2 separate regions of the Mus musculus genome follow, and region 2 is linked to region 1. A link is a contact called in public HiChIP or PLAC-seq data. All regions are on one chromosome and are shown on one strand. Each heading gives the region's core, a stretch centred on a gene start, on an enhancer-like site or on the middle of the called end of the contact. The rest is flanking DNA. Distances are from core to core; before and after follow the strand shown. Region 1 overlaps Gm35967 (a long non-coding RNA gene). Region 2 has its middle 7.5 kb from the start of Gm41239.

Region 1 (3,482 bases), core at 572-3,071:
CTTGCTTAAAACTAAATTGATAAGGCATGGCATGACAGCTTGGGTCCACAATTCCAGAACTCAGGAGGCTGAGGCAAAGAGTATCATCACAAGTTCAAGGCCACCCTTGACCACAGAGCAAAATCTTATCTCAAAAGCCTTCTCCCAATATATATAAATTGAATATATGTATTTCTGTGATTAACTATCGCTTTTTGTGTCATAAAGTTTGTAAGCAATATAGATGGTGCTAATTCATGAAGTAAATAATTAAAATGAACATTTATTGAATTCTATATACCTTTTCTATATATTTTAAGTATCTAGGATAATTTGATAAGTGATGATATATGTTCAGTGACTATAACATAGACAATTGCCAACAGTGCTCTTAGGCAGATTTATTGTTTCATATTTTATAGTTTATACACATTATTAGCCATGATCTCCAGAAAGGACAAAAATCACTAGCATATAAGACACCATTTTTTTCCTAATTGTCTCTATGATATGAAGTATTTGGTTCAGGAATGTCATATGACTTCTGACTCATCACTGCTTGAGCAATCTCTGGCAACTAATCTTGTCCTAAAACCTAATTTTCTGTACTTTGCACATCCTGGAGAGCAGTAAAATATAAGTACTTAGATATCCATGAGATGGCACAAGGGAGATACAGAGGCAAATACACTACTTTTGAAAATGACTATAAAGAAATAAACAATTTTTGAGGCACATGACTTTTTTTTTTTTTTTTTTTGAGACAGCGTTTCTCTATGTATTCTTTACTAGGTTGGAACTCACTATGTAGACCAGGCTGGTCTTGAACTCACAGAGGATGCACCGATCTTTGCCTCCCAAGTGCTGTGATTAGAGGAGTGTTCTACTATGCCAAGATAACATGACTGGTTTTTTTTTTAAAGATGAAGAAAGCAACATGTTGCTCATCCTAGGCACTTATTCCATTTTTTTTCTGGAGACTGACACATAGGAATCCTTCCATTTAACAAGGTAGCTCTAAACATGGGTGGGATTTTTGTTCACAAAACCATCCAGTGGGTCTGATGTCCTTTTCTGGCCTCCTCAGGCACCAGGCTTACACAAGGTGTGCATGCATGCATGCAGGTAAACACTCTTACACATAAAATAATTCTAACAGAAAAATCTAAATAGATTCAGATAAAGTACTAATTTGACTAAGCGATGTGTGACAGACTGTTGTACAAGCACTTTCTTTCCCTCCAGAATGGTACCTTTGAACCATCTTTGAACCGATTAAAACCCTCCACATCCCTTTGACCATTGTTCTGTCAAAGCCTGAGTGTGAACTGGGACACATTGATGCCATCTCTGGCCAATGCCGGGGCTCTCAGAGAGCTGGGTCTGAAGTTCTGGCTTGATAGGAGGCAGACTTTACATTTTCTGTCTCATTCTAAGGGAAGTCACTGGGAAAAATTCTGACCACATGGGACCTACATTTATGAGAGTCCAAGCTAGTCATGATAAGAGGTCTTATGCAGACAGAGAAGCGTAACTAGCCTCTGCCTGCTCAAGGCATTCCATCTTAGGAACCAAAACATGACAGAAGACATCTTCAGGGGGTGTCTAGATCCAGCTACCGTCTCACTGCAATGATCCAAGAACTCCCAGTTTGGCTCATTAATCTCCCAAATCTTCGAGCTGATAATGAACTATTGTCCTCAGCACTGAGTTTGGGGATTGTTCCCCACTAGGACCTCTCTTCTCTTGTCTCTTTTAAGTTACCCAAGCAGCTTCAGCTGTTTCTAAGCAACATGTCTGTCTGCTCCTTCCACTGCGTAACAACTTCCTTCTCCAAACCTCAAAACGCCATGTGGTCATTACATCTTCTGATTCAACCTTTCCTTTACAAGTTGGCATGCTAGTACAGATATTTATATGTCAACCAGACACCTCTATATCAAATGCAAAGGCACTTCAAGGTTGCTATATGCTTACTCCTCTTCCCCTGCTTTACAGATGAGAAAGTAGAGATGAGGAAACGAAGACCAAAGGAATGGTAACTAGAAGAGCTGTAGGCTCAATCTCATAAATCTGAGCTCCCGAGTTGGGAGAACCTTCATGGTTTGCCTCTACCTAACACATCTTTCCTCATTCATGAGAGAGCTCCTTGTAGGTATGAGCAGTTCTTTGCCTGCTCTCAGCCCTGTAGGTAGCTCCTCAAAAAACTAACTAGGCCCAGATCAACTGAATCAGATAGCTTGTCTCCACTTAGTACCCACACAGGTCAAAATTTATCTGCCCTGTTTTATTTTGGGTATAATATGTACAGATGTTGAAAACAATGTTGTTGTTGTTGTTTTTAATGTGTTCTTTCAAAAATGTATTAAATGTTTTTAAATTTTCCATTATTTTTCTTTTATTGACAATAGATATTTTCTATAAAATATATTGATTAATTTCCCCTCCCCAACTCCTTTGAGATCTTATCCTTCACAATAGTCCCAAGAGCTTGAGTTGTGCCTCATACATAAACATAGAGAGTACTGAGTAGTTCTTGAATGAATGAGCAAATCCTGATCTAGACTGATCTTGGTGGATAGTTAGATTCATGACCACTTAGGAATAGTACAGGGACAATGTTCAGGTCGTGGCAACAGAGATTGGTACCTCTCAATCTTGCATAGTTATGAGTACCTGAATCTACCCCAGCTCCTGAAAACATACTATAACTAAGAAGGAGAGTACTTTCAATAATTGCCTCAGGAAGACATAGAAGTGCTAGATGTTTGTATGGTCTTGGTATGAGCTTAGTTTCAAAAACTAATAGTATTAGAATTCAGATGGCAGGTTTCTAGTGGCTGAGATTAGTTTTTAAAATATTTAATTGATTTTTATTTTTGTAATTTCACAACATACACCCCAGTCCCCCTCATCTCCCTGACCCTCCATATGCAACCTCTTGCAACCTCTCCCCAAAAGAAAACTAAGTTAAAAAAAAATCTCATTGGGGAAGATATAGTGTGTCACAGTGTGCCAGAGATTATCTCTTTTGCCTAAACAGCTTTTCTTGAGCCATTTAGTTCAAGGTTCCTGGCTTCTGCTACCCTCTCAGTACTGGATCCTTGCTGGGACTCACCTTGGATAGTCTGTTGTGGCTCTGTGTTGTGGAGATTTTACAGCTTTGGATCTATAGGATGGGCCCCTTCACATGCTCCAGAATGTCACACATGGGGTAATGTTGGTTAGGCCAATTCAAAGTCCTAGATAGTAGCTGAGTTGGCTAGCCTGACAGCTCTACTTCACTCACACCACCAGTGTGAGCTTTCCAACACTGTCCTGCCTAGCAAACCCAGTGCTACAGCTGGCAAGGGACAGGGTCTGCTCTCCTGAGTGCTGTAGGTGGTGAAGAGTTGGGCCAGCTCTCTTGTTCTCATGCCCTTAGAGCCAGCTCACCCACAATGTCTAGGCAAGGGGTAGGGCCAGGTCTCCAGAGTGCTGCAACTGGTGAGGAGCGGGCCAGT
Region 2 (3,482 bases), core at 366-2,865, 120 kb before region 1:
TGTTGAATTATGGACTTCAGTGTTGAAGAGTAACATTTTATATATATATATATATATATATATATATATATATATATATATATATATGTGTGTGTGTGTGTGTGTGTGTGTGTATGTGTACATACATACATACATACACACACACACACACACACACATATATATACTCAAAATGCATAAAAGACAGACAGTGTTTGAAGATAAGATTTCTGTTCACCAGAGTCTGAAGGAGTTAACTTACGTAAGACACAGCAAGGTTGGGAGCAATATTAAAGATCTAAGGTCAAGGCCTGGGAATCTGACTTGTGGGTGACTTACTGAGAGCAATATACCAATGTCACCTAAGTAATTAATAAGTGGGTTATTATTTTGAGACAGGATCCTGCTAGGTGGCTCAAGCTGAACTAAAGCTTGGTATTCTGACCCCCCCACTTCATACTGCCTCAGCTCCCCAAGTGCTGGGATTAAGACTGTAGGCCACCACGCCCAGCTCCAGAGTTATGTTTTTATTAGAAGTCTTAAAAAAAAACCCTCATTACTGTATTATGAAATCAGTCGATACGACGCTGGAGACCTTCATCTGCTCTTTCCTGATTTTGTGACTTCATATAACAGAGATACCTCTCAGATGAGCTGGACTGAATGTCCAGAATTATAGTTTTTAACGTTCAGTTTAGGATTTTGATATGACAGTTGGTCTCCAGCCACAGTTCATGCCTGTTCTCTTGGCTTTGGAGAAAGTGGGTTTTAAGGAGTTAAAAGGAGAAAACAAGAGTCTCTGCTGGCTGCTCTGAGATGACAAAATCAGATAGGTATTTGACAGAAAGAACTTCAAAGCCACGTCCAGTGGCAGCATTGGCCCTAATACAATGGCGTGACCATTTACTAGCACTTTTTCAAACACGGACAGAAATGAAGAGCTCAGAATGTGGAAATGGAGACTCCCAGCAACGTGCTTCAGGGTCTCAGAAATCAGGGCATGCACAGGAGAGCTGCTTTGGACACCTCTCCTTCCTTTTACACTCCCACTTAGCTTTCCTTTTAAGTGTCAAGTGAAGCAGGTGGTGGACCTGTCATTTTGACATTCCTCTGCAAATTAATTAGGCTTTGAGAGCATAGGTCAGCTCTGCCACGCAGGGGAGCTTCAGCTCCGGGATTCTGGCAGGAGTTCAAGAGGAGTGTTATTGCTTTGAACTCACTTGTTAGCCGTGCAAAATAAACACTATCCACCTTGCAATAAAAAAAAAAAAAAGCATCGGCAGGAGAGAAAAAGAGAACGTTCTAAACCCCTCCCTTGAGCCTCCAAACCCCTGGGCTGTGGCTGCTAAATTAGGACACGAAAAATCAGGCCCGCTTGTGAAAAGAAAAAAAAAAGGGGGGTGGGGGTGGGGGGAAAAGCCATCTTACAACAAACACCCAAAAATTAACGATCGCTGAGAACTACTGATATTTTCATGATCCGAAGCGGACTGAGAGTCGGAGAGTTCACGGATGCGTCCCGGCGCTCCTGTAGAATGTTTCCTGGCTAATTATTTGCCACTACCACTGTTCACTTCCTGTGGTGGATTTATGCTAAATCCTGTTATTAGTCTTGCTCTGCAGTTGCCATTGTCTCTGAGTAGAGGCAAGCCTGAAAGGGTGCAGTCAGCCCTTTATTACGCAACATGTGAATGGGGATTTGACCCAATGTCCGACCACTTCCCCGCTTCAGTTTTTATGTGAGCTTGCTGAGCCTTCCCCAATAAATCACCAGGTTACAGTGAACTTTTACTCTTTTTTTCTCTCTTTTAACTCCACTGTGTGTGTGTGTGTGTGTGTGTGTGTGTGTGTGTGTGTGTGTGTGTGACAGAGAGAGAGAAAGAGAGAGAGAACTAATGCACACACATTCACTTAAAAGATAACATAATTCCATTGCCTTTTCAGACAGTAGGTAAAAACCTATACCCAATTTCTACTGTTCTTCCTCCCCAAAATATGTAGAACCACATTTGATGCCTTCATCTCATCCTATGATTTAATAACTTATATTTAAACAACAATTTTAAACAAATGTGATGTGCAAACGGCCCGAATACCTGTGGGAAAAGCTAATATTCCTGACAAAATCCAGCTGAGTTCTTGAGCCCTTTAACGGAACGTGGTATCATCTTAAACACAACTTTTCCTTTAAGTAAAACTAGCACAAGTATTGTCTCTTTAATCAAAGTATTCTATTCTAAATCTTTAAACTACATTATAATGTTTAATGAGAATATTTCCACCATGTTTATGAGTATCTCAGATTTAAACATTAAATACTAAAAATTATCATTTTTAAAAGCCATGAACTTGTGTTAGATAAAAATAAGATAATGATAGACGCTTCAGTTTTAGCTTAAATATTCCATTATTTTGCCTCTAATGACTTTATAAACACACCTGTGATTCCGGTGTGAATGTTTTAAAACTCTATCAGATTATAGCTATGAATATTCACAGTAGTGAAACTACAGACTATAAATTCCTCTCTCACAGATTTTTTTCTAATATGCACATAAACAGTTACTATTTAAGTCTTTGAAAATCTTATTTCCATTAACTGCAAATCTTGTTTGTTTTGCCATTTTTTTTTCTGCCATAAGTCTTATGAGGAATGTTCATCTAGAAACACTCAGATATTGGGATACATGTTCAGCTGAATGAATTTAAATTATAAAATAGACATTAATATGGGTAGGTAAACTAGTTACATTAACCAAACTCTGGAATACTGGTGGTGCTGGCTTGGGTAAGCATGGCATTTGTAAGCTCATATGCTTGGAGACTTGATTCTCTCTTGGTGGAACGGTTCCGGGAGGATTAGCAGGTTTGGCCTCCTTAGAGGAGCTATGTCACTGGGAAAAAGTCTTGAGGTTCCAAAAGACTTGTGCCATTCCCAGTGTGCCTCTCTCTTTCCTGCTTGTAGATCTAGATATGTGGTCTCAGCTATGCTTACATCATGCCTTGCTCTGCCATCAAATTCTAGCCCTCTAGAAATCATTAGCCCAATTAAACACTTGTTCATATAGGTTGCCTTGATCATAATGTTTTGTCAAAGCTATGGAAAACTAGCTAAGTCAGAAGTTGGTGCTAGGAAGTGGACTATTGTATGACAAACCTCCCTGTGGCCATTTGAGAAGAATGTGTAAGACCATGGGACTTTGGCCAGGAAAAGCTGTTGAATGCTGTAAGTGGAGCTTATGGGTCATCCCAGTAGGAGCTGTGAAGGCAACACTGAGAGTTACATGAACTGTGGAGGTTTTGGAGGGAACAGAGGCCAACAGCTGGGAAACAGAGCATTCTTGTCATGTTTGGCAGAGGATGGTGTGGTCACTTTGTCTTCATCCTCAGAGTTTTCATGAGACTAAATTAAAAATGAATGGACTAGTTTCTCTGGCTAAGGAAATGTCAAGATGGCCTAGTGGTTATTACTGTGTCATGCGGTTATTAGTAATCACTCTTAA

Evidence for each region. HiChIP or PLAC-seq counts read pairs in DNA pulled down with a chosen protein or histone mark.
Region 2: an H3K4me3 HiChIP or PLAC-seq map of bone marrow-derived macrophages shows a contact between it and region 1, with 4 times the contacts expected there. The contact joins two enhancer-like sites. A contact is called at or near these places in 2 of 39 promoter capture datasets (embryonic stem cells and liver), 1 of 484 Hi-C or Micro-C datasets (embryonic stem cells) and 2 of 115 datasets of contacts at active chromatin or transcription factors (CD8 T cells and bone marrow-derived macrophages).

Annotation. Positions count from the first base shown.
Region 1 is chr14:105,692,225-105,695,706 of GRCm38.p6, reverse strand. All of the region lies in intron 1 of Gm35967 (a long non-coding RNA gene), which reads left to right. Among named protein-coding and RNA genes, the nearest start is that of Gm35967, 34 kb to the left of the region's middle. Within about 2 kb of position 1,821, at least 12 of the 459 cell types and tissues checked have an H3K27ac peak or open chromatin away from gene starts, as enhancers often do. A contact at or near this core is called in bone marrow-derived macrophages, where this site is marked.
Region 2 is chr14:105,813,599-105,817,080 of GRCm38.p6, reverse strand. No RefSeq gene overlaps it. Among named protein-coding and RNA genes, the nearest start is that of Gm41239, 7.5 kb to the left of the region's middle. Within about 2 kb of position 1,615, at least 62 of the 459 cell types and tissues checked have an H3K27ac peak or open chromatin away from gene starts, as enhancers often do. A contact at or near this core is called in bone marrow-derived macrophages, where this site is marked.